Regions from separate parts of the Mus musculus genome. Here regions 2, 3, 4, 5, 6 and 7 are each linked to region 1. The links are chromatin contacts, called in public HiChIP or PLAC-seq and Micro-C maps. All regions are on one chromosome and are shown on one strand. Each heading gives the region's core, a stretch centred on a gene start, on an enhancer-like site or on the middle of the called end of the contact. The rest is flanking DNA. Distances are from core to core; before and after follow the strand shown. Region 1 holds the start of Abl2 (v-abl Abelson murine leukemia viral oncogene 2 (arg, Abelson-related gene)). Region 2 overlaps Gm30568 (a long non-coding RNA gene). Region 3 has its middle 37 kb from the start of Tor1aip1. Region 4 overlaps Fam163a (family with sequence similarity 163, member A). Region 5 holds the start of 4930439D14Rik (a long non-coding RNA gene). Region 6 holds the start of Fam163a (family with sequence similarity 163, member A). Region 7 has its middle 29 kb from the start of Gm30472.

Region 1 (3,477 bases), core at 620-3,119:
ACTTCTTCTCCTTCCCTTTCCCCGAGCTATGTGCAGCGGGACAGTTTATCCTTCACTTCACTCCTGTACATATTATCAATGAAACCAGCTTGCTACCTCTGCTAGCCGGTCCTTCCTACAGATATTACATCTCCATCACCAGCCTCTCAGGTCTTAGGATGGCTTCTGATATTTTTCTCCTTCTCTATTCTGCCCTCCTCTAGAACAATGCTCTTAAAAATGGTCAACAACACACTATGGAAGAACAAAAGAATCCACTTGGCATCAAGGGGAAAAAATATTCATTCATTCTTCTTCTTCTTCTTCTTCTTCTTCTTCTTCTTCTTCGATACTGGGGCTTGAACTCAGGCCTCACATAAGCTGTGTACACTGTCACTAATTTACAAGGCTCTATACTTAATTTTCCTCATGGCACCCTTTCTTATACTCTATTTCTGACCGTTGATTACATTATTTGTTAATTACTATAACCTTGTCTATATTAATAAAGACACACAAATTAAGAGTATGTGCTCAAAATTTGTATTTACTAGAGTTCAGGCACTTGCCCCCAAGCCTGATAAAGAGTTTAATACCTGGGAGAAATGACTCCCCAAGTTGTCTCCTGACCTCTGCATACATGGGTGTGTGCGCACATACACATACACACAAAATAAATATAATTTTAAATAGTTTAGAAACAGCCCTTCTGAAGAATATGACACCGAGTAAGTCCCAGACTATGCGGAGCACATATGTATACACCAATGCAGCTCAAAGAAAAACTCATGTTCAGACCACATGGAAGGAAGCCCTAACCATGCCCACCCATCGACAGCCCCGCCAGCCATCTCAGAATCCTGTGTCCTACTCGGATAGGCAGAACAGGGTGGTTTGGCAAAGCCTTTCATTTCTAGTTTGGAGAAAATACTCTGTTGAAAGTAAAAAGATACGGAAAAGGGTTTCACAGTTCACCATTCTGACACTGCTCACCGCCTGGTTCATAAAGCACATACCGAATATGCCACCACAATCTCTTAAAGATTCAGTACCTATTTCCCAATTCCTCAGGGCACGACTCGTTCCCGTCGTTCACAACCGGTTTATCCTCCCACCTCCTGAACCTGAGCTCATACCTGCCTTCATCCTTCCCTCCCTGGGGATACCATCCACAGTTCCACAGTCGCCCCGTCCTGTCCCAGGATAGCAGGACAGTCAAGCCTGGGTCCCTAAGACCCCGGTTCGTGCTCGCCGCCGCCGCCGCCCCCAGACGCTGCCAGCCAGGCGGGGGGAGGGGTGTGCCTCGCCTCCCGTGACTGGCCCAGATGGCAGCCGATTCCGCCCCCACTCGCGGGCACCCCTCCAGCCCTCGCCCCCCGAAGGCTGCCCATCCGCCTCGCACCTCGCCCCGACCCCACCCCACCCCTCCCCGGCCTCCCTCATGCCCTCCACCGGCTCCGGACACACTCACCGTGCTGGGTGAAGACGTTGAAGCCGGCGTCTGCGGTACGCCCCGCCGGGTCCCGCCTGCGGCCCGAGGGCCTGGCTGCGCTGCTGCCCCGGATCCCGCGCGGCTGCGGCTGCTGGAGCCCCGGAGCCTCCCCGACGCGGCCCACCTGCTGCCCCATCCCGCCGCTCGCGTACTCCCGCGCCCCCGCCGACCCTTGCTCACATTCCTCCTCTGCTCCGGCCTCCGGAGCTCCTGGCGCCGCTCCGGTCTCTCCGGCCCAAGCCCAGGCCCTCTGGGCCGGAGTTGCCGGCGGCTCCCACGCGGACTCCTCGGAGCCGCTGCCGCGCTGCCTCCCAGCGACTCACAGACTCTCCTTCTCCCTCCCCCTCCGGCGGCTCCTCGCCCCAGCCGCCGCCGCCATCTTTAAACCACCGAGCACAGGGCGAGCGTGGGACAGAGCGTCTCCCGCCCCCCTCTCGCCCAAGCACCTCCGCTACTCGGTGGGCGGAGCTCGGCGGAGCCCCGCCCCGCGCCGCGCCCCGCTGGGTGGAAGCCGGGGCCCACAGGGTCAGCGAAGCTTTCGAGGGCCCTCGAGTGCTTTTACTGCTACCTTCACCCACGTTCGGCTCCACACACTGCCCCACTTGGAGGACTGTGGGCGCCCGGCCTTTCCCGTCCCACCTCCACCTGTCAAATCAGAAGAGGCTGAGAAGCCACCACGTGCGCCGCGCAGCTCAGCACCAAACAGCTGAGGCTCCTGATCCCTGGGCTTCGCTGCCATTCAATTGAGGAGCCCTTCACACACACTTAGCATTGGGCCCAGAATGAAGTTTGGAATGGTACAGAATTCACGGGGAGATGGTCAAGTGCGGGGTTAACTTAATTCGGTGAATTATTTCTTGATGTGCACTTTGCCGTCTTATTGGCAAAGCGGTTAGAACTCAATTCTTCATACTACCGTGGATTTCTCTTGAACTCTTCCACCATCGACCTACCCGCATGTGTTTCTGTTTACTTTAAAACGCCTGGTGGGGCGCTGGTGAGATGGCTCAGTGATTAAGAGCGCCGACTGCTCTTCCTAAAGGTCCCGAGTTCAAATCCCAGCAACCACATGGTGGCTCACAACCATCTGTAACAAAATCTGATGCCTTCTTCTGGAGTGTCTGAAGTCAGCTACAGTGTACTAACATATAATAAATAAATGAATCTTTAAAATAAATAAATAAATAAAATGCCTGACAGTAAAGCGACTCTTCTCACAGACATGCTTTCCTCTCAGTGCAGGTTGGGCCCTCCTTTTTGGCAAGGAAAAGATAAATCACTTTGACCTTGTTTCTGAGTCAAAACTTACTCATCTTCACCGTCTGGGGTCTAAATAGAGAAATGGACAGAAGAGAAGCTATTTTTATAGATGTACACCCTATGTGCCATGAGGACTGGAGCCATTGCTTAAACCAAGGAAAACCACCCTGGGGAAGAAAAGAATTAGCAAAATAGATATAATTCCCCATACATGTCTTTTGTAGAATGGTGTAAGATCACAAGTGCATGTGGGTGAGACTCAAACTCAGGACCTTGAGTTCCAGGTGAGTGCTCTACCACTTGCTACTACCGCCCCCCACTCCAGCTGATTTTGATATTCACTATTAAAGAGCCTTAGGAGCTGGGGAAAGATGGGTTAATGACAAAGAAGACTTGCACTGCAAGCCTGACCACCTGAACTTGCTGCCTAGGACCCACACAAGCAGCTACTGGTCATAGAGAAAAGCCAGATGCACCAGCCCAAGCTCTGTGATCCCAGCTGGTCCACAAGAAGGGGGGAGGCAGAGATAAGGGGGTCTCCAGAAACCTGGCTTACATGTGCAGTGGCTAAGGGACCCTGTCTTAAAAGAAGCAAGAACTGACAGTAAAAGTTGTCCTGTGACCGGCACGCACACACATGTGCCCACACTAAGAACACTCTAAGTTATTTCATCGCCACCCAGGGTACAGCCAGAGACAACGGAATTTAGTTCCCATTGAAAAGAAGCACTACACTTTAGCACTGG
Region 2 (3,477 bases), core at 718-3,217, 500 kb before region 1:
TGGAATGAATGAAACCAGAGATACATATGGAATGAATGGATTCAAACAGACGAGTCGGTATTTGTAATGCATTCAGGACAGACAACTTTGCATTGAACCATTAGCCTAAATTCAGTATTCCTAGCTCTTCCCAGATGGGCCTAGAATTCTCTTCCTGTATAGTGGGGAATGCTTTGCATAGAGAATGTTTAAGATCTCCAGCCTTGTGCCAATTAGAATGAGTTAGATACGCTACAGCATCAAACATTCCCAAATCCTAGAATGGATATAACACAAGTTTAATTTATTTTAGTTCACATGAGATCTTCTGTGGGTTCAGATGGGCAGACTTTAGGGCAACTTTCCTCGTGTATTGATTCTGTATGATGATCATTCATAGCTCTCTATAAGCACATACCTCTGTGAATGCCACAGCGGAAGAAGAACAATTAAGTGTGCCCCCCCCCCAGAAGTCACATGTGCCATATTTAAGTTGCAAAAGTAAGTCTCCTGACCACACTGAACTCCAAGTCAGCGTGTCAGTTATCAACTCCTATAAAATAAAAAACAAATGACCAACCAAGTTACAGTTTTGACAACACAGTTTCTAATTTTGTATGACTTGTGAGTCAGAAGAGAGCTCTTTCGCAGGATTCCCCCCCCCCCCCACACACACACACACAGACAATGGTATCTGGCTGGGGGATTAGTGGTTTGGTTGGCTCAGAAAGGCCACAATGTCCTTGTATGCCTGTGTAGCCCTGGCTGTTGACTGTTGACTGTTGCCTGGGTACCTTGATGACTTCTTATCCTGCAGCAGGCTCAGTTCACCTCCTTACACAAAGGTCCCAGGACAGTGTTTCACGAGGACAAAGCCAAAGAGCTGTCGAATCTCTCGAGCCTAGGCTCCAGAATTTGTACAATGCTGTCATGTTTTATTGGCCAATACTGGTAGCAAATCCAGCCCAGGTTCAAGGTTTATGGAGATGATTTCCGGGCGTAGTTACCCATACTACAGCCAGGCTTTGGCCTATTAAATCAGGCATGCACACAACCCATTCCTGTCACTCACAATCCACTGTGGACTCTGAATTAAATAATACTGAGTCATGGCTGCTGAGGAAATAGAGTGTGTTCCTACAAGCCTCTGGCACATAAACTAATCAACTCTCTAACCTTGTTTTCCATCTACTTAAGGCTATCTTATCTAATACATACCACGGATTTGTAAATATTGAACTCAGAGCCCACTGTGTGTTCAGCCCACTGAAGTCTCACCCCATCAGAGCGTACCGACATGCACTTCCTTAAAAGGCACACCATAGCATTTATGAGCCAAGGAGCGTCAACAACGAGCGCCATGTCACCCACTGTACTCCATGGACACTTGTTAACAAAGTAAGAGCTGGGTCAAGATGGCGAAATATCTCAAATTGTTTCCCACTCTACAGTGCCCCCAAAGACCACAGAAGCAGCGTGAGTCATGAGGACTGATTCTGAGATGACACATTCATTTTTGCAAGGAGATAAGCCCACAAATATGGAACCCACAAATAATAAGAATCAGGTGTACAGGGGGAAAAGATAATGGTGGGAAATACACTGTATTTTCTTTATTTGCTTGCCTTTGGTTGAAGGTTGGCACTTTATTTAATGTGACAGTTCGAAAAGTCCTGTAATCAGATTCTCCACCCACTTTGGGTTTGCACTGATTGCTATTTAGTCACTGTTCTGAGCCGGGATATATTCTCTCTTTCCCTCCCTCTCTCTCGCTGTCTCTGTCTGTCTGTCTGTCTGTCTGTCTCTCTGTCTGTCTGTCTCTCTGTCTCTTTCTCTCTCTCTGAGACCCCACAGAATTGAACCTAGAACCTCAAACATGCCAGACAAATGCTCTATGTCCCCAGCCCCTGAACCTGAGTACCCACTGTTAAGTGTACCCACTGAGGGCTCTGCCCAGTTAGCCAGCCTGGTGGCATGCTGATGACTCAGCTTTCCTGCTCTTGCTTATTGGCTGTGTATGAGTGCTGCAGCACGCCATGGACAGAAGCCGACCCTGGCTGCTCTGTTTTAGTCTTGCTTCCTTCCATTTGGAAGTCTGTATAAAAATTTGACCTACTTTTAGGAAGCCCCGAGGCCAGCAGAAATAAACAAACAAACAAACAAACAAACAAACTTTCTTACATGTCACATCCATCTGAGATACATAAAAGTTTGATAACTGACCTGAGGATACCCCAGACAGCACACAGTGACCCTAGGATGCAAATGGTGATCTGCCCCCAAAGCCTGTCCAGTGGAACGCTTTGCCTTGTTGCTGAAGGAACAGGTTTAGAAAGCTTAAATGGCTGGAGGTCACACAGCTGGCCAGGGCCGATCTGCCTGGACCCCAAACTCATCCTGTTCTCCACTGTTTGCCCAAGCCACTGATGAGCTGTCAGGAGGGAGGACAAAGGGTGGGCTGCAAGGTTCCGGCTGGAGCCCTTCACTCACACACACACACACACACACACACACACACACGCGCACACACACACACACGCGCACACACACACACACACACGCACACATGCGCTCACTCGAGTGTGCTGCAACAATGGTTATCTGAAGGTCAGCAAATGATAGGGATTCAAAGCATAAGCTTCAGAAAGACAGACATGGGGCCTTGCCTGTGTTTGGAGCAGGATTAAGGATCCTGTTTGATACATGCTGTGCGCTGCTATTATAAACCTACTAAGAGTTGCATTCCTGCTGGGTGTGGGTGACTCATGCTTTTAGTTTTGGTTTACAGACAGAGTCTGTCTCTCTTTTTTTTTTTCTTTTTTCTTTTTTCTTTTTTCTTTTTTCTTTTTTCTTTGATTTTTTGCGACAGGGTTTCTCTGTATAGCCCTGGCTGTCCTGGAACTCACTTTGGAGACCAGGCTGGCCTCGAACTCAGAAATCCTCCTGCCTCTGCCTCCCAAGTGCTGGGATTAAATGCGTGTGCCACCACGCCCGGCGACATGTGCTTTTAATCCCATCACTCGGGAGGCAGAGGCAGGTGGATCTCTGTGAGTTGGAGGCCAGCCTGGCCTTCATAGTGAGTCCCAGGCCAGCCAGATTGGACAGTGAAAGCCTGTCTCAATAACGAGCAAACAAAAAATGTTGCATCCAGTGGAGCTGAGTTCTTTCTGTTCATTTTCTCGATTAGCTCCTGGACCTGAGGCCCCTCCAGCCGGTCAGCGGATTCTCAGACCCTCCCACGCATAGGAGGCTCAAGATGGATGGAGCGCCAGTGAAACTCAGGTCTAGAGTTCCATGAGCCCACCTACGCGCTTCACTCTTTTTCTCTGTCAGTTCTTTTCCTTCACCCTGGATAACCCTACAGCTGATATCACCGAGAACTCAGTGTGTAGGTGCGCACTGCGATTACAAATACCAGATGAGCTTCCGGTTCAGCTGGGGCTCCCTGTCACGGTGCTCAGAGGACACACTCCAGAGAGGGTGTCAATGAAACTGTAG
Region 3 (3,477 bases), core at 411-2,910, 490 kb after region 1:
TTGCAGAGCCTATAAAAACAAGAGAGGCTGGAATGGAGGCTAGACAACAGAGAACTAGCTTTGAATGTGAAGGGGAGAGGCCAGGATACAGTAGGGATTATGGTGCCTTTAGTCCAGCACTCTGGAGGCCTAGGCAGGCAGATCTCTGAGTTCCCAGGTAGCCTGGTCTATTGAGCAAGTTCCGGGAAAGCCAGAGCTACTCAGAGGAGCCAGGTCTTTAACATCCAGAAAAACAAGCAAAGGTCAGGGATGCAGTCAACGTGTCTGCCTGTGTGTCACACAAGAGTATGAATGCTTAGCTCTCCCCACCTCAGGGCTATGAGTACAGCTGAGTGGGCCGCAGCTGGTGGCCAGGACATTCCTGTTAAGACCTCTGGCCCCGCCACAGCCCTTCTCTGGTATCACCGGAAGTGTTCAGCGTTGCCTGGGGACCAGCTGGCCTCTGTTCTGCTAGAGGGGCTCACTTCCGAGAACCAACGAGCCTGAAGCACATTTTTGTGGCACTTTACCCCCATTACTCTGGGGGTGCCCTTGTTGGACCCCCGGGGCCCAGGTATAGAGAACACAACCCCCAGAAACACAGCTTGACGATCGATCGCTGTAATAACAAGAGGTTTTTATTCCGACGCGCGTGGGGTTGCTCAATCTCGCAGGGAGAGTCAACCCCGATTGTCTAAAATACAGTTGATCTATACTTTTTGTGAAGGGGCTCACACAGCTATTTTATTATTGGCTAATAAATCAACAGTATAATTTTAATTTGGCAGAAAACTTAGCAATCAGCAAGGTCAAAGCAGTTTGTAGTTTTCCTCAGAATTCAGACTGAGGAGGGGTAGGAAAGTTTTCTCAAGGACGGTCATTTCTGGCAGCTGTGGCCTTTATGTCCACTAGTCTGTCCCTGCAGATAGGGAAGGGGCCGGGTGGTCTTGAATTTGTTTACACTGTCAGGGAAGGGAAGATTCTTTAAGCAGCAGGAGACAGCCAAAGATAGTGGCTGGTGCAGACAGCAAGCTCTGCAAATAACTTTGGTATACATTAATTAAGCTAAAAACTATATTTCACGCCGGGCGTAGTGACACCCGCCTTTGATCCCAGCACTTGGAAGGCAGAGGCAGGCGGATTTCTGAGTTCGAGGCCAGCCTGTTTTACAGAGTGAGTTCCAAGACAACCAGAGCTACACAGAGAAACCCTATCTCGAAAAACCAAAAAAACAAAAACAAACCACCCCCTCAAAACAAACAACAAACTGTATTCCTTTACCCTGAAAGACAGGGCTGCTCTTCAAGCATCTGTTTGGCCTCAAGTTTGGCGGGGGGTGGGGGTGGGGTGGGGTGGGGTGGGGGGCTCGCAACCATCTGGGTTCAGCCTTTCCCTCTCCCACATAGTCTTTGACCTTTTTCGGCCCCAAGCCATTGCTCTGTCCAGACCTAAGCGGGAAGAAGGAAGTGAGAGAAAGAGGCGACGCCCTGTATCGCAGGTGGGAGGACTGGGTGAGAAGGCACCGCCACTTTGGAGGCTAGAGAATGGTGAACGAGCTTTGAATGCCTTTAGTCCCAGCTGGGAGTGAGAGTACGGTGCCTTTAGTCCCAGCACTCAGGAGGCCTAGGCAAGCAGATCTCTGAGCTCGAAGGTAGCCTGGTCTATTGAGCAAGTTTCGGAAAGCCAGAGCAGCTCAGAGAAACCAGGTCTCGAAAGTCCAGACAAACAACCAAAGGTCAGGGATGGGGTCCCTCCAATCAGGGATGGAGAATAGTAACAGACCGGCTCTGCTGAGGCACCTTAGCAACAGAGGCCTGTCTGGCCTCAGCAGACCGTATTTGTTTCAAACAGTGGGACCTTGGGGGAGCAAACACTGCAGGAAAGGGGCATCTATACCAAAGGGGATGGAAATACTTGGAGTTTCCATGGGAACTGGGAAGTTAAATGGAACTTCCCAGGCTACCTGCAAGCCTGCAGTCCCCCCACCCTGCCCCCCACCCCGCCCCCACAACCCCCTGGAGTTGTTTGTTCAGACAAGTCTGTTTTATATCTTTAGAAACTAACTTGCCTGGGCTTTCTGGATGCAGGTGATAGTGGGAGACTTAATTGGCAAAGGGAGTGAGGGGAGAAAGGGCTGGAGGGTCAACTCAGGGGGACAGGGGATTTCAGCAAACCTTAGCCTCTAAGGCTTAGGGGAGCAGAGAGCTCCTTTTTAAGGGTTATCCCAACACTGTGGTGTGCTTATACTCTGTAGATGATCTGCAACATTGCAGTTCAGGAAGTACTTTGATACATTTAAGGAAGGTTGTTTAGGGAACATGTTGATATATTTAGGACAAGCACAATTCTGAGGATTAAGGAGGATGGTTTCTTATCGACTCTTCATTGTTCCCAAAGTGTAGGCCAAAGTGTAGTCCAAAGTGTAGGCCAAGACCCTTGCCTGGACCAAGGACGAAGTCCCACCTCCTTCCATAACCTTCATTCCCACAGTCCTGGGTGTACCAGTCCTTTACCAAAGATGAGCAGACCCCAGGGGGGGGGATATACTTGGTCCAGGCCCCAGGGAAACATTTGGCCATCACACTTCTCTATCTTGTCACCGTGGAACCCTCCTACCACACGCCACCCATGCAGAGTTGGGAGTTGAAAAGCACTGTTGCCCAGAGTTTAAGTGGGTGTGGCAGTTCCTGCCTCCATAGGGATGGTCACAAGATGTGTGGTGGCTGGGTCACCTTGAGTAAGGACCTAAGGTCACCTTCCCTTTGGGGTCTGAAACATAAGGACACAAGTGCCCGAGCAGGTGGTCTCAGGCTCCAGCTCAGGCCTTTGGCTGCCTGTGTCTACTCCTGCTCATCCACATAGGGACGGCCGGAGGCTTTTGCCTTGACCCAGGGTTCTTTGACCTATTGGGAATTGCATTTAGTCCTAAAACTAACAAAAGAGCGCTCTCCTCCAGAGGATTGTGTTCTGTGTCAAATAAACATCTTAAAACTAAACTAGTGGGCCGGGAAGTGGTGGCGCAGGCCTTTTATCCCAGCACTTGGGCGGCAGAGGCAGGTGGATTTCTGAGTTCGAGCCAGCCTGGTCTACAGAGTGAGTTCTAGGACAGCCAGGACTACACAGACACAGAGAAACCCTGTCTTGAAAAAACAAAAACAACAACAAAAAAACCAACCTAAACTAGAACCCTCACCGTGATCTTCTAAGGTCCTCTGAACACCCAAGAGTTCCAGATGAAGAAGATGCAGACCTCCAGCCTCTGGCTACTGAGAACCTCCCGGCCCTATTCCTCCTTGACCTGAGTCCCTCCTCCCTTCCTCTCGGCCCTCAGCCCTACCGCTAAGGAGGCTGAGTCAGGAACTGGTAGCAACTAATGGAGAACCTTAAAAGGAAAAAAAATAGGGCTAGGCAGCACAGTTTGTATGAATTCAAAAGTATTTTCTTTTTGTAGTGGCAAAAGAAAAAAAATGTCACACAAAATATGCATTTTAAGCCAAT
Region 4 (3,477 bases), core at 484-2,983, 450 kb after region 1:
AATGTATACTCTGAAGAATGCCCTGGTGTGGCCCAATGCTTGACACTTGGCTAAGCATCCGGAGTGCAGGCCTAGGGGGTTGAGGCCAGGCAGGTTCGAATGAATATAAGACACAACATGGGCTCAAAGGGGGGTCCTCCTCATGATGGGCCAAAGGGCACAGATCTATGGCGTAGAGAAAATCTCAAGGATGCCCATAACCAGGAGGAGAAAATAACCTGTAAATTCAATCTCACTTCTGTTCAGAAATTCTGTGTAATTTGATTATGTCCTGTTATAAGCACATTAAGGAATTGTGGATCTTGTCTCCTAAGTGTGAAATGGAAAATCTGAATATAAAGCATGTTTATGGAAACGTAAGCAGTGTTATTTACCAATGACCACGATCAAGACAAGATCTCAACCTAATCCATCAGGAGTAAAATATGAACTAGGCATGGTGAGGTGTCCCTATAATCTGAGTACTTGGAAGGCTAGCCTGGGCTAGAGAGAGAGAGAGAGAGAGAGAGAGAGAGAGACTGTCTCAAAGGGAGGAAGCACATATGGCCAAATGCATAAACACATAAGTGAGGTGGCAGCTCTTCCTTGCTGTGGCCATTAGTCAATACAGAGGAGGTGCTAACCGAGACTATCGGTACATACGCTTCTCTGTGTGTGGACACCACGTTGGCATCACTTGAGAACTGAGGAATGCAAAACCTCAAGCCCACCCCAGCAGGCAGGCGATTAGACCCCCATAGCTTGGCTCTAAATCCTCCAGGTGGTCCTGATGCTTGCTGGAGGTTGTGTAACACCTCTGCTGGTGCCTGCCCCAGGACAGTTAGCGCTGACCATCTATGGTTTCTTAGGTTTGCTGAAATGCCTCACCCCTCATGCGAAATCAACTAAGCTTCTTAACGTTGCTTAAACATCTAATACCTCCTATTTATATCAGCCAGACTAGGGCTGTATTCCCAGACTTATACACCAAACGACCAGAATGTTCTTAGCATCTTGGCCGTGAGAAGACAGAGGGCACTTCTTAGTCCTCAAGTGTGTCAAAAAAAAACCCAAGAAGCTGTTATAAGTTTTGATGCTTGGAGATCTCAGAAGAAACGGCATCCTGTGTGTATCACGCAAGACTTTTGGCAACCAAAGTAGAAAGCCATGCATATACTCAGGATGGCTCTTCCAACCGATGGTTTAACAGAGATGCAAGGAAGATTAGTGTTACAGTTGTGTGCAAAGGGGAAATGGGATGCCTGCTTCATGGATATGATGGTGAAGGAAATGTTCAGAATAAAGGGTGAGGGCTGGAACCTGCCACTCTTCAAGCTAGTTTCAGCATAGCCAATGGTACATGCTCTTGATTGGTTGACCGCTCTAACCCCTCCGCCCCGCAACGGGATTCAAATGAGCAGCCTCAAATGAGCAGGCTCCTGGGAACTGGAGTGTGCTTGGACTGTGGGATCTCGGGATGGTCCCTGAGGCAAGAATACCTTTTCTTGGAGTGAATCCATACCTCCAGCTTAGTAGATTCCTCTGGGATTCGTGGAAGGGGAAAGTGAGTGCAGGGAAGAGAAAAATGACTTCTTGCCTTGAGCATGAGTTGTTTCCAGTCGCCTGTGATGCGCACAAATCTGTTTGTTTATGCCGTCAGAGAAGCCGAGAGCCAGCTGCTGCTCCTTCAAGTAGGGACAGCACCTCTCCCGAGCTGACTCCTGCGCTGCCCCAGGGAACACGGAATGAGCTCAGGGCAGGGTGAAACGCGCATCCCGGACAAGGACCAGGCCCCTCTGCTCACGGATATAATCAGCTTTGATGGGCAGAGGCTGGGGCTGTTTTTCCAATTAGAGCTGTTAGAGGATTCTGGCAGGGACAGCATTTGGCTTAATTCAACAGACCCGGGACTCATTGAATTAGTGGATGTAGAAGGGATGAGAAGGGCACTAATGGGAGGGAACCTGGGATAGCAACAGGATAGGGGGAAGGGAGCCCAGAAGGGGTTGGTCAGGAAGTACTCGGTAAGGCCTGGCAGTATGGTCTGGGTCACTAGGCAGGCCAGGTGAAGCAGACATCTTTTGGTACTTGAAAGGTAAAATTGGTGGACATTGTAGGCATCTGGATCCTCAAAGTCCGTGTCCCAACTTCTGGACAGTTTTGGGTACCCTTCTTCCTTCCCCGCCATCTGGCATTTGCTGTTGCGCCCTTTTTCCAGATCCTACAGTTCTAGGTCGCCCCAATGGGCAGCCTTCTGGCTTGAAAAATAAAGAAAGGCAGAGAGCAGACCTTGAAGATTCTGAGTCTGCATCTTCATTTAGCGGGAGAGAAAGCCCTTCATTCCCTAGGAAAGTTTAGGAACTCTTCAAGCCACCTTACCCTTCAGAGGCAATGTCAAAGTTGCAATCCAGCCTCCCACCCCTACGTGTCGCTGTCTCACCATGTTCATAATGATTGTTTTCAGCTTCCATACAGACTTGGGCATTCCTGGAGATTTGCGTTCCTAGCTGCCTGAAACCAACTCATTAAAAAAGCCAGACTTGGTGACCAACGCCTATATTCCTAGCATTCGGAAGGCAGAGGCAGGCCGTCAGAAGGCAGAGGCAGGCGGATCTCTGTGAGTTCAAGGGCAGCCTGTTCTACAAAGCAAATTCCAAAACAGCCAGGGCATAAAAAGAAAGATACACACTTACACACACAGAGGCAGAGAGTCAAAGAGTCAGAGACAGAGAGACAGAGAGAGACAGAGAAAGAGTGTTACAAGGAATCTGGAGAGATGGCTCAGTGGCTAAAGCACTTAACCACAAAAGCATGAAGACCTGAGTCTTCCAAGAACCCATGTAAAGTCGGGGCACAGTAGTTTGTGTCTGTAATCCCAGGGTTTCAACAGCGAGATGTGAAGGTGGAGACAGGAATGTCTAGAAGTCTTATGTACACAGTGATGAATATCAAAGAGACCTTGCCCTCAAACAAGGTAGGTGTTCTGCAAGCCAGATATGCACATACACTGTGGCATACGTGCATGGGCACTCAAAACATACACACACACACACACACACACACACACCACTAAGATTAAATAAATAAATAGAATTGCTAGGGATGTAGCTCAGTGGTGGAGTGTCTGCCTAACCAGAGAGGCCCGGGGCACAATCCCTAGTACAGAGAGAGAGAGACAGAGAGACAGAGACAGAGAAAGAGACAGAGAGAGGAGAATGAGAATTGACTTTGATTCAAAATAGATCCAAACATTTATAATTGTCTTTCCTATACCTCTCAACATCCTGTTGAAATAGTAGAAGGAAATTTTTATTGTTTGTCTAGGAAAAAAGGGGGGAGGGGCTGGTGAGATGGCTCAGTGGTTAAGAGCATTGACTGCTCTTCCAAAGGTCCTGAGTTCAAATTCCAACAACCACATGGTGGCTCACAACCACCCATAATGAGATCTGACGCCCTCTTCTGGTGTGTCTGAAGACAGCTACCGTGTCATCCATCCCT
Region 5 (3,477 bases), core at 356-2,855, 380 kb before region 1:
ATGACCTAATGATTACACCAAGGTGGCTCACTGAAAACCTTCCACTAAGTCACACTGCATCAAATGGTGCTAAGTTTAAGTAGGCCACCTAGGTGCACCCCAAGAAACAACACCCTTCTATTCCCTTTCATTCACAGGAAAAATTTCACCTTTTAGAATCACGTTCCCGCAATGGCGTGAAAATACAGTCCACCTGAAACTCATCAATCCGGGACTAGGGGATCCCAAATATTGTTATTTGCTCCTTAAACCACCGGCAGCCACCCTGCTTAACACCTAGAGGCCGACCCAACACTTCCGGCATGATGATGTGCTAGAGTGCAGACTCCATCATTTAAGATCCCACGGCTGTGGGGTGACTCTTCACATTTGCAGTCCCCCTCCACTTGTCCGCCACGACTCCTAAGGACGCCGCCCTCACGGGCTGGGTATTTGATCTGGGGGCCAAGCGTTTCCAGACTTTTGTCCTCTGGCCCGAGCGGGGAGCAACGCCCGCGTCCCAGGCGCCAACGAGACCCGTGCGGGGAGCAGCCGCGGGGCCCCACCTGTCCGTCCTGAACCCTGCGGCTCGTCCTTGCGGCCGGTGCTGCGCCTGCGGCTGGGGCACGCGCCTCGGACACCGGTACGGGGCGGCAGTTGGCCTCGGGGGGCATAGCCCGGCGCCCGCAGACTGCGCCGAGACCCCGGCGACCCGGCGTTCCCGGCCGCGCGAGCGCGCTCGGTTGGTGCGCGCGCCGCTCCGCCCCGCCCGCCCGGCGCGCGCCCCCTGCGCGGCCGGGGTGGATCCAGCGCACTCCCCTCCCCCGAGCGCCGGCGGCAGGCGCTGAATGAGAGACGCCGACTGCTCGGTTGGGCGAGCGATTGCCTCGGAGCCGCGGGCGAAGCGGAGGCGACGGCCGCGGCTGCACAGGTCGGCGTGGCGTGCGGGCGTGTGGGGAGGCGCGGGCAATGGCGGCGGCGGCCGCGGTGCGCGGCGCGGGAGGGCGGGCTGCGGGTCGCTCGCGGTCCCGCGGTGGCGGAGGCCCCGGCGTCGCCTCAGCCTCTCAGGTGAGCCGGGGCCGGGCCCCGCCGCGCCAGCCACACCCCCTCTCGGCCGGGGCGCCTGCACCCCCGTCACCGAGCCGAGGCGGGTGACCTGTTGCGGGGCCGAACCGCCCGCGGAGCGCGGGGTGAGCGGCGCCGCGGCGGCGGAGGCCGCGTGCGGACACGGAGGGGGGTCCCGCACCGCCGCGCTAGCTGCCCGCAGCGCCTGGGATTCCTTTGCTGTGTGGGCTTAGGCGGGCTCGTAAACACCGGGCTCGGGGAGGCGATGGGGAGCTGACCTGGAAGGGAGCCCGGACCTGTGCGCTGCCGCCGCGGCTCCCCGCCCCCCTCGAAGCGCTTTTCCTGCCGCCGTGTGCGGTGTAGACGCAGGCGGGTTTCAGGGTGCGTGGGCGTGTTTGGGAAGAAGCTGCGAGCTGATAGGAGGTACCTTAGTGCGAATGTTAATTTGTTTGAGCTGGGAGGGGTGAGGGAGGAGGAAGAAAGGGGCCTGTTGGTGGCCGTGGAGGAGGGGCGTTTGCAACCCCAAATCCCTCTGCAGAAAGCGCTCTCCACCGAAAGCATCCAGCGTCTTTTGTTTAAGATCGGAGGATGAAAGCACGGGCGGCAGTTAATTGAGCCTTTCCTCGTAGGTGCTCTGCATCCCCTCCCCACCCCCACACCCCGTCTTAGTACGCTGAAGTAGCTATAGAGCTTTGTTTCGGTGTTGGTGTTTGTTTATGAGTTGACTTTGGCGTTGTTTATGTAATGTTTACCATCCGGTGTACTCGAGGTCGTGTGTCTTTGAAGATGACCATTCGAATTTTGTGGAACTTTTCATTCCTTGCATGAGAGAGTACCGCAGTGCCACAGTTCGTTAACTTGCAAACTGTAAAAGCCTGTCCCACCCAGATATGATTGTTCGGGCTGTAGCATCATAAATGTAGTAAGTGTAATACTGTTACTGCAGGAGTGGGATTTGTAACCAAACAGTATTATTTTAATAATAATAACCTCTACTGAATGTGTGTAGTCATGAAGCTTCAAAAATGTGGAAAATTGCTTGTCTTAGCCACATGTATATATTAAATGTGTCTATTAGAGTTCCCATGAATGGTTTAAGTATAGTTATTTGAGCTTAAATTCTGGCATAGTAATTTTAAAATAGTAAAACCCAGTCCATTCTATCTCACCATGCATTGATTTCAGGAATTTGACTTTTTCTGCAAATACTGTTCTCTATCTTTTATTCACCAGATTGCAGCAGAAGTTGAAAGATCTGCTTGTGTGTCAAGATCCTAGTATACTTTTTGATATTACAGTATCAGGGAGGATACACCCAAAAATTCTGAGAGAAAATAAAATTTAAAAGATAGCTATGAACCAGACATGTGTGAGTAATGAATGCAATTTGTGTGCATTTTAAAAACGAGCTTACAATTAAAATTGGGGCAGTGGTTGCCTTTGGTGAAAGATGGCTTTGTTGGTAATAATAATTTGATTGCAACTTGAAACTTTTTTTTTTTTTTTTTTTTTTTTGAGGCAGAGCCTCACTATGTAGCTCTAGCTGTCGGTGGAATTCACTACATAGACCAGGCTGGCTTCTAACTGGCTGAGATCTGCCTGACTCTGCCTATGAGGAGTTGGGATCAAAAGCTCCTTTTAAGCTCTTGTCCAGAGGGTCAATTCTTCTAAACACACAGAGTATCTCCGCGTCCCGCTGTGTCCTGATGGGTGTGGAGGGGATGCTGCAGCGCACAAACGCACACGTGCTGTGATGGAGATAAAGTCATCAGTGGGCAGCTCTGTTAGTGTAGAAGTGAAAACTCAGGATGCCTTTTGAGTTAGGATACTGCTTGCATTTTTCCTTCTGAGGATAGAAGGAACTGTTAGTGAATAAAAGCATCAAGACAGTTGTCTTAAACTGTGCTTGTGTTTATACACACTAGGTATCCGGCTTCCAAACATATCTAAATATTACTCTACCTGGAGTCAGAGGGTGTGTGGTTTATATGTGGCTAGACAATTAATCTGTTGGTTTATATACTTAAATGAAATGTGTGCTGATATTCTTGTCTTGGTATTTACTTGTTTGTAAGAGTCTTCAGGAGAAGTAAGCCGACATCCCCCCAGGGAAATGGCATTCTACCCGTCTGTTAAAGAAAAATCTTACTGGATTCCAAGGGGCTGATGAGAAGAGATTAGTTTATGCTCTGATTAATAATCATGGTGACATGCATTGGTGTAGATCTTTGTAGATTTCAGAGCTTTAAAAGTATTTACCCTACGCAGGCATTAGTCTCTCCACTTCAGAGTGGGAGGCCAGCTATCAGTAATCATACAGGGATCCCAGGCCTAGACTGTTGTTTCTAGAGTGTGATGTGCCCAGTCCCATCCTGTCCCCCCCCCCCCCCCACTCCCCCGGTCTCTGGAGTGGAGACTTTGGGAAAATGCACA
Region 6 (3,477 bases), core at 312-2,811, 350 kb after region 1:
CAAATAGACAAAACTCTAAAGGCACACGAGGATGTGATACAGCTAGGATGGTGGCTACTGTGGGACCAGGGACTTGGGAAGTGGGAGAGGTAGTGGAGTGACTTTGGGTTCTGGCACTAACTGGAATGGTAATTACATAGATGTTTGACTTTAATGAGCCATTAGCCTGTGCACATACTTGTCTTGTTTTACTGTTTAAAGGTCTGTGATAAAATTGCAGGATTCTCATACTGTGTTCTTTTGCCTTCAAAAAGGAGATGAGAAAGATGTGCTGGTGTGAGATTCCACTGTGGTGAGAAAAGGTGGTACACAGAGGAAATGTGGGCTGCATATTTAAAACCTGTGAAGAGAAAGTAATGAGGTTCTGAACTACAGAAGTTCCCCTGCAGGGGCGGGGTGGAGGGGGAATGAGATGAGTAGTCTACCCTGGTGACATCTTTCTTATTCCTTGATCGGATCACACTGGGGACCTATCATGTCTCGTGTTTGGAATTTCATTTTGGTTTCTCAAATCTGCGGTCTTTCCCTCGAACCACTCAGACTATGCAGGATGTGAAGAAGAAAACATCCTGACTGTAGTGGGGGAAAAAGCCGAGCTTATCCTGCAGGACCCAGCTTCTCCTTCCTCTGAATCGTCAGGGTTTGTGAAACAAGCCTGTGAAGTGGGTAGGATTCTGAGAAAGGAATTCTGGCCTGAGAAGCTTTGGCTAGGCTAACTTCCTTCCCTCTCCTCCTGTCCTGTTCTCCAAGGAAACCTTCCAACGACTACCAGCACAATTTTCCTGTTTGGGGTACAGTTCACAGGCACCTCTCAGTTGTAAAGCACTTGTTGCCAAGTCTGACCACCTGAGTTTAATCCCTGGGACCCACAGGGTGTAAGGAAAGAACTGATTCCAGCAAGGCTATAGTATGGACATCTACATATACATGCATGCATGCATGCATACATACATACATACATACATACATACATACATACATGTAAAAAAATTAAGGAGACATCAGTAAAGAAATCCCTATCATCACTAACGTTCCTCTTGTCTCTTTCCTGACAGATCTGACACGCACATACTCTAACTCTGCCCCCTCCACGAGGGACCTCAGCTGTCACTAGACTCCCTGGCCTAGATGTGCCTTGAAGGTAGCTGTTGAGGTGATCCCCCTTCAGTGGACAGCTACGCACTCTGGCGCCTAAACTCTCTTTCGAGATTTTCCATTCTGGACCCCGTCTGCAGCTCCCTAAGTCCCCACTACTGAGTCATCCCTGGAGAGCCCCGACTGCTGGGCTCTGTGTTTCTTGGGCTAAAAGGCTGCGAACCTGAGTGAGAGATTTTTCTGGACCATCACTCCAGCTGACCCATCACCCCACTAAGAGCAATCCTCCTTGCGGGTTGGGGATTCTCTCAGGACACCCTCTAGCTCCTATCACCTGCCCCCATCCTCGGCCACCTGGAGGAGCCAGGAGATTCAAGGTTGGGTACCCAGCCAGTGCTCTCAGAGCCGGGGCGGGCAGAGCAGCCTCACGTGGGCCGGCAGGGCCACCGGCGCTGGGAGGAAGGCGCGCAGAGTCCAGGGCAGCGCTGAGTGGGAGCCACGGCAAGAGCCACGGCGGAGAGAAGCCCGGACCCGGGGACCCAGGAGGCAATTTCCTACGCAGAGGGAGTGAGGCGGCGCGGCGGAGCAGCAGACGGATCTCTGGGCTCGGTGCGTGGATGTGCCCGGCGCTAGAGCGCTGTCGGGGGCGCCTGAACACCTAGGTAAGCGCGCCCCGGCGCCGCCTTGCGCAGAGCACCCGCCTTAACCGGGCTCCGCGTCCTGGCTCCCGCAGCAGCTCCTAGAGGCGCTGGTGGGAGGCTGCGGGCTGCCGGCCCCTGGAGCCCCTCGCTTCCACCGGTCCTCACCGATCAGCCCCTCACCACTTTCCCTGCTCCGGCCTTCTTTCATGGGGATGCGGAGGCTGAGCCTTGGTGCTGGCGACACTCTGGGACCCTAGGAGACCACTCGCAGGGCAAGCGACACTGGATGTCCCCCCCACCCCGATCTCCTAGGCAATGGGTGGGTGCGGGGGGTTGGAGAGCGCTGCCCTGCTCATGGGCAGCCGTCGGTTGATGCCTCCAGGTTCCAGCAGGCTTGCTAGAGATTTTCCTGAAGTTTTACGAAATAATGAGGGCAGAGGTGCTTCAAGGGGCGGGATGTGTGGGCACAACAACGGGAGGGAGTTCGAGGACAGTTGTCTTTGCCAGAGACTCCGGGTCCAGGGCAGCCGGAGGTTCCTGGCTGTTTAGAGGTCCAGCTCCCTGCCAGGTTCATTGCCTGCTTGCTTCTGGACCCCCGGAACCATCTCTTGTATCTGCATCCCTGACCCTGTGTCAGTCGCAAGGAAGCTTCAGCTAGTGGCATTAAGGCTTGACCCAAATAGAGACCAGGGACCAAGGGACAAAGTCTTGGAGTCTGCTGCTGGGTCCTGGTCACCCCAAGCTTTACTGCTAATGTTGGTGCTCTACAAGACTCCCTAGAAGGGTGGTGTCCTCAGAGCTCTGAGACCCAGAAGACAAAGAAGAAAAGCCGGAAAGAAACATAAGAACTATCAGCTCCCAGGGCTATTCATCCCCTTTGATTGTGACTGGGGAGTGGGGGAGGGCATTGTTTTTGTTTGTTTTGGTGTTTGGTCTCGCCAGGACATTCCTTTTCTCTGCGTGGACCTGTGGGGCCCTGGACATTTGTGCTTCTTAACAGGTTTGATGTGGCAGGTAACCAATTCAGACCCATTCTCTAGGTTTTCCATTCTGTGAGGACAGCAGACCCTCTCCTCGTTCAGGACCACATTACTGGCCTGACTGTAGGAGAACAGGAACTGGGGGTCTTTCAAGTAGGCTGAGGGGTTCCAGGGAGGCAACCCGGTAACTGGCAGGGATTGATGTGTGCCGTGGGATCTCTGGATCCTGCCTGTGTCAGAGCCGGTCCCAGGAGAGACAATTCCAGACACAATAGGAGGAAGTATGAGAAAACATTGATGGGTGACAGATACTTCACTAAAGAGCCCCTGGGCTTTGCAGTCTTCGGAGAAAAGACAGCCCCTTTCCATTACTAAAGAAGTTTTGGAAGTCACAGAGGTTTTAATCCTGTTCTTTTCATTCCAGCCATAGGTGAACCAAAGGAAAGAAGGAACAAAGGCACACTCTGATAACTTCTAATTCCCCAGCCTCCTCTCCCAGCCCCCATTGCAGGAGAGGCGCTAAGCCGGCATGCAGAGGCGGGTCACTGTCAGTATCCAGAGAGAAACCAAATGTGGGCTCCTGATGGTTCAGATGTGCATTAGGCGAATCCCCATCAGCACTCTCTCAGTTCCCTGCCCACTCCAGGAACGTGCTCATAATTTCCACCATCCTAGGGAAAGCCAGAAGATGCCGTCTGCCTGAATGGAAAACTTCTGGGTCCTCTGAGGAGAGGGATACTGGTGCAAATAGAAACCATGGC
Region 7 (3,477 bases), core at 607-3,106, 320 kb after region 1:
AGCAGAGAAGAGCTCCCATACCTCACCAAGAAGCAGTCCCTAATTAACAACTACTCGCTGTTGGAATATGCAAGGATGGGGCTGGGGCAAGACTCCCAAAGCATAGGGAATAACGGCAAATATACATAAATAAAACTAGGAAATTCTCACTGAAAATTAGCAGGTGCAGTAGTATCCTATAGGATGGAAGAAAAAAGACATTTGCAAATTATTCATTTGATACTCAGAAATCAAAGGAAGTTAAAAAAAAAAAAACCTCAATAGCAAGAAGAGCCCAATTTCAAGATTGGGCAACAGATCTAAACAGACACTTCTCAAAAGAATGGGGTCTTTATAAATAAAACGTCACATCATCACTGGCCATCAGGGAAGTGAAATCAACACAAAGTTATCAGCTTACCCCAAAAAGGCTAAAACTTGGTGCCAGCGAAGATGCAGCAGAAACGGAGCCGTCGTACACTATTCGGGTGTAAGTTAATGTAGTCTTAGAAATATTGGGAGTCCTCAGAAGTTAAAAAATAGAACCCCCATATAAATTAGTAATTCACCACTGCGTGTGTATTGAAAGGAGATAAAATCAATATTTGGGAGAGATGTCAGCACTGTGCATTCATTGAAGGGTTCTTACAGTAACTAAGAAACAGGATAGCCAAATGTGGAGTATATACACCATAAAGAATAAAACTGGCTGAGTATGGGGGCTTGTGGCTGTAGCCAAGGGCTGAAATGGCAGGATAGCCTGAACTCATAAGTTCAAGACCATGAGGACCTCCAGGCAAGTATTTGAGGAGATACATTTGGCCTGAGGTGAACATTACACACATATACTTGTACTGAACATTACATGGAAAGTAACCCATCAATACGCACGCCTTTTACATCTTATATATTAATTAACAACTTAAAAAAAACATTATTCAAGTGGCAGGTACAGCAGCAGTTTGTCAGCTTCACCTTGCCTGTGCATCACTCGGGGAGCTCTCAAACACCTCCCACATCTCGTGAGTAATATACTGCTCCGCTTGGACCACATCCCTCAGAGATTCTGATTCAACTGGTTCCGTGTAGTTCTAATGAGCATCCGGCTGACAGCTACTATGCAGAATGCTGAACATACATACATACATACATACATACATACATACATACATACATACATACTCATGCCTCCCTGTGCTCATCATGAAACCGTCAAACTTAAGAATGGTGAGGCTCGGGGAAGGACGTGCAAGCACACCCCCTGAATCAGAGGCTTCCCTAACTTCCCTTGCCACTCTCTGCCGGCCGGCATCCTCTCTCCTTCCTGCTTCTGGAGCCCCCTTTCCTCTCTAGCACCTCATGCGGTAAGCCACTGTGCCAGATCAAGGCTTAGCCCTCAGGCCGCTGTCCTGGGAATACACTGAGAACTACAGTGCTGTGAAGTCAGTCTCATCTGAAATGGGCCGAAACGAAGACTGCGACCTAGGTTGGACTGATGGACACTGAAATCATATATTCTTTTATCGCCCCCGTAGCATCCTCCCACTGCGTGCTGACCAAATTTGATGTGAGCCTTGTATCGGAATCTGTATAGCTTTTGGCACTACTCACAGCAAGGAGCTAATGTTGGCCCTGGGCGGTGTGGCAACATATTCCCAGAAGCCCAGAGCTGCTCTCAAGGTTTGCTCACAGAACAGCAGCTGGACAAGAAAAAAGGAATAGCTGCTAAAACCTTAGCACACTGTACTTCCTTTTGTATTTGAAAGGTGACAGTAGAGCATCAGGTGGCCTGACAAAAGGACAGGGAGCCTTGGTGGCACTGCCCAGCGTGTGCTCTGTCCCTCTGCACCCATGGGACAAGCTGCACTCCCTCTGGAGCAGCAGGTCCGTGATGGAGAGGGGTTAAAAGCGGCTTTAAAGACCTCGTGGGACTTCAGTGTGGCGATTGTAAGCCCAAGAATTCACTGAATTCCTCCTGAGAGCAGACTTTGTGAGTAGAACAGCCAAATTATGGCTTGTTTCCCTCTAAGGGTCAAGCAAGTGGAGCCTTTTCGAGGCTGTGTTTGTCGTTTCTTGCTGCTAGATGGCGCTCGAGGACAAGCACTCTGCGGCCGCGCCAGCAAGTGCAGGTACCTACCATTGCACTATAGAAAATCGAATTTAGCATGCAGCTTGGAGCTTCTCTACTCCAATTATTCATTTTTAACCTGGAAAAGTAGTTAAAGCGACTTCCAAGTGAGTTCTTTGGGAATAGAGCTTTAGGGTAATTCTCATAGGGTCATCTTCCCACGGTTTCAATTTATTTTCTAATTTTACTCTATGCAAAATAGCCAGAGCATTCCCCCTTTACAGAAATTGGCAATAAACTGTGACTTTATTCCTTGGAAGAAGTGGGAAAACCCTAACAAGGCTCTAATTACACTAACCAAGACAGCTCAGTCAAAAGAAAATCTATGGCCATCTTCCGTTAGGACTAAGGCTGGTACATTGTAGAATTCTAGCAGGAAGAATATAAAATTCTCACAGTTCAGGCATGCCTGTGAATCTCCAAAAGGATTTTCTCAGGCTGAGAATACAGCTACATGTAGAACACATACTTTGCACATATGAAGTAGCCAAGGCTCTGGGGAATAGGGGTGGAAGGGGGAGTGTTCTTACTTTGTGGTGTCCTGGCTAGGAGAACCTGCAGGAACTCTATATTGTGTGATAGAGGATCTAGTGCTTGTCCTCTAGCGCCACCTAGCAGCAAGAGAAAGGCAAAACCCAATTCCAACAATGATATGTTACATTATGTTACAGTATAAGGCAGACAATGACCACATGTTACAATATGTTACAGTGTAAGAGAGCCGAGGCACAAGAGTTAAGTATCTTGCCCAAATGTGGCAGAGATTAATACTGTGTCATAGTGAGGTTAGTATGGCTTTACTAGGCACTTATTACATAAATTTATTAGAGTTCTCCAGAGGAACAGAGCCAATAGGATGAATATATCCAGAAAGGGAAGTTATGCTGGCTTACCTGTATGGTCTGGGTAGTCCAGCAATGGCTGCCTTCACATTGGAGAGAGTGAGCATCTGCTAACCACTTGGTCTATGAGGCTGGATTCCTGGGACCAGCAGGTCTTCAGACCACAGAGGAGGAGGGCTAAAGATGCTGGGCTTTAGTGTCCAAAGAGAATGGAGGCAGCAGTGCAGGCAGAAATGATAGAATAATGGACAATGGGAAGGCAAGAAGGAAAAAAAGAAAAAGAAAACCACAAAGCCTACCCATCAGTCCTTGTATCTAGGCTGCCACTGAAAGGTGTCCCTAATTCAGGGCAGGTCTACTACTTACTTCAGTTGCTGTAATTAAGGCACACCCTGTAGGCTGCCCATTACTCATTTTAGCTAGATAATCCCAGACAGATGTGCCCAGAGCTTGTCTCGGATGATTCTAGATCCTGCCATGTTGATGATATGACCTATCACAATTGACATACTTTCTATGTTTTCCATT

What was found. Hi-C and Micro-C count contacts between places; a contact is called where the count stands out from the background. HiChIP or PLAC-seq counts read pairs in DNA pulled down with a chosen protein or histone mark.
Region 2: a contact with region 1 is called in a FOXA1 HiChIP or PLAC-seq map of pancreatic cancer cells. The contact joins the enhancer-like site here to the promoter of Abl2 in region 1. A contact is called at or near these places in 2 of 39 promoter capture datasets (hippocampal neurons and stem cell-derived epiblast-like cells), 2 of 484 Hi-C or Micro-C datasets (the N1E-115 cell line and embryonic stem cells) and 2 of 115 datasets of contacts at active chromatin or transcription factors (embryonic stem cells and pancreatic cancer cells).
Region 3: an H3K27ac HiChIP or PLAC-seq map of extraembryonic endoderm stem cells shows a contact between it and region 1. The contact joins the enhancer-like site here to the promoter of Abl2 in region 1. A contact is called at or near these places in 10 of 39 promoter capture datasets (the 3T3-L1 cell line, the C10 cell line, the HPC-7 cell line and 5 more), 3 of 15 datasets of contacts at CTCF or cohesin (the NIH/3T3 cell line, pro-B cells and stem cell-derived epiblast-like cells), 52 of 484 Hi-C or Micro-C datasets (the AML12 cell line, B cells, the Ba/F3 cell line and 30 more), 14 of 115 datasets of contacts at active chromatin or transcription factors (bone marrow-derived dendritic cells, differentiating embryonic stem cells, double positive thymocytes and 10 more) and 1 of 9 other capture datasets (embryonic stem cells).
Region 4: a contact with region 1 is called in an H3K27ac HiChIP or PLAC-seq map of trophoblast stem cells, with 6 times the contacts expected there. The contact joins the enhancer-like site here to the promoter of Abl2 in region 1. A contact is called at or near these places in 3 of 39 promoter capture datasets (the 3T3-L1 cell line, the HPC-7 cell line and liver) and 2 of 115 datasets of contacts at active chromatin or transcription factors (forebrain and trophoblast stem cells).
Region 5: a contact with region 1 is called in a Micro-C map of embryonic stem cells, with 5 times the contacts expected there. The contact joins the promoter of 4930439D14Rik here to the promoter of Abl2 in region 1. A contact is called at or near these places in 1 of 39 promoter capture datasets (pre-B cells) and 2 of 484 Hi-C or Micro-C datasets (embryonic stem cells and regulatory T cells).
Region 6: a contact with region 1 is called in a Micro-C map of embryonic stem cells, with 3 times the contacts expected there. The contact joins the promoter of Fam163a here to the promoter of Abl2 in region 1. A contact is called at or near these places in 2 of 39 promoter capture datasets (HPC-7-derived erythroid cells and neural stem cells), 1 of 484 Hi-C or Micro-C datasets (embryonic stem cells) and 2 of 115 datasets of contacts at active chromatin or transcription factors (forebrain and stem cell-derived neural progenitor cells).
Region 7: an H3K4me3 HiChIP or PLAC-seq map of the SCID.adh cell line shows a contact between it and region 1, with 5 times the contacts expected there. The contact joins the enhancer-like site here to the promoter of Abl2 in region 1. A contact is called at or near these places in 15 of 39 promoter capture datasets (the 3T3-L1 cell line, 3T3-L1-derived adipocytes, the HPC-7 cell line and 9 more), 3 of 15 datasets of contacts at CTCF or cohesin (large pre-B cells, pro-B cells and stem cell-derived epiblast-like cells), 31 of 484 Hi-C or Micro-C datasets (the AML12 cell line, the BV-2 cell line, the C3H10T1/2 cell line and 21 more) and 16 of 115 datasets of contacts at active chromatin or transcription factors (the HPC-7 cell line, the NIH/3T3 cell line, the SCID.adh cell line and 12 more).

Annotation. Positions count from the first base shown.
Region 1 is chr1:156,557,179-156,560,655 of GRCm38.p6, reverse strand. It overlaps Abl2 (v-abl Abelson murine leukemia viral oncogene 2 (arg, Abelson-related gene)), which reads right to left and starts at 1,869. Exons shown (of 12, transcript NM_009595.3): 1 at 1,451-1,869. The coding sequence starts at 1,607.
Region 2 is chr1:157,059,856-157,063,332 of GRCm38.p6, reverse strand. Gm30568 (a long non-coding RNA gene) reads left to right here. Exons shown (of 3, transcript XR_373631.2): 3 at 3,167-3,477. Among named protein-coding and RNA genes, the nearest start is that of Gm30568, 20 kb to the left of the region's middle. Within about 2 kb of position 1,967, at least 46 of the 459 cell types and tissues checked have an H3K27ac peak or open chromatin away from gene starts, as enhancers often do. A contact at or near this core is called in the N1E-115 cell line and pancreatic cancer cells, where this site is marked.
Region 3 is chr1:156,071,609-156,075,085 of GRCm38.p6, reverse strand. No RefSeq gene overlaps it. Among named protein-coding and RNA genes, the nearest start is that of Tor1aip1, 37 kb to the right of the region's middle. Within about 2 kb of position 1,660, at least 41 of the 459 cell types and tissues checked have an H3K27ac peak or open chromatin away from gene starts, as enhancers often do. A contact at or near this core is called in embryonic stem cells, extraembryonic endoderm stem cells, liver and 2 more, where this site is marked.
Region 4 is chr1:156,110,222-156,113,698 of GRCm38.p6, reverse strand. The region is part of intron 1 of Fam163a (family with sequence similarity 163, member A); the gene reads left to right. Among named protein-coding and RNA genes, the nearest start is that of Tor1aip1, 75 kb to the right of the region's middle. Within about 2 kb of position 1,733, at least 12 of the 459 cell types and tissues checked have an H3K27ac peak or open chromatin away from gene starts, as enhancers often do. A contact at or near this core is called in trophoblast stem cells, where this site is marked.
Region 5 is chr1:156,936,922-156,940,398 of GRCm38.p6, reverse strand. 4930439D14Rik (a long non-coding RNA gene) reads right to left here and starts at 1,605. Exons shown (of 2, transcript XR_003948625.1): 1 at 1,341-1,605; 2 at 204-1,272. It overlaps Ralgps2 (Ral GEF with PH domain and SH3 binding motif 2), which reads left to right and starts at 773. Exons shown (of 19, transcript NM_001159967.1): 1 at 773-910.
Region 6 is chr1:156,203,110-156,206,586 of GRCm38.p6, reverse strand. Fam163a (family with sequence similarity 163, member A) reads left to right here and starts at 1,561. Exons shown (of 5, transcript NM_177838.3): 1 at 1,561-1,757.
Region 7 is chr1:156,240,505-156,243,981 of GRCm38.p6, reverse strand. No RefSeq gene overlaps it. Among named protein-coding and RNA genes, the nearest start is that of Gm30472, 29 kb to the right of the region's middle. Within about 2 kb of position 1,856, at least 15 of the 459 cell types and tissues checked have an H3K27ac peak or open chromatin away from gene starts, as enhancers often do. A contact at or near this core is called in DN3 thymocytes, the N1E-115 cell line, the P5424 cell line and 3 more, where this site is marked.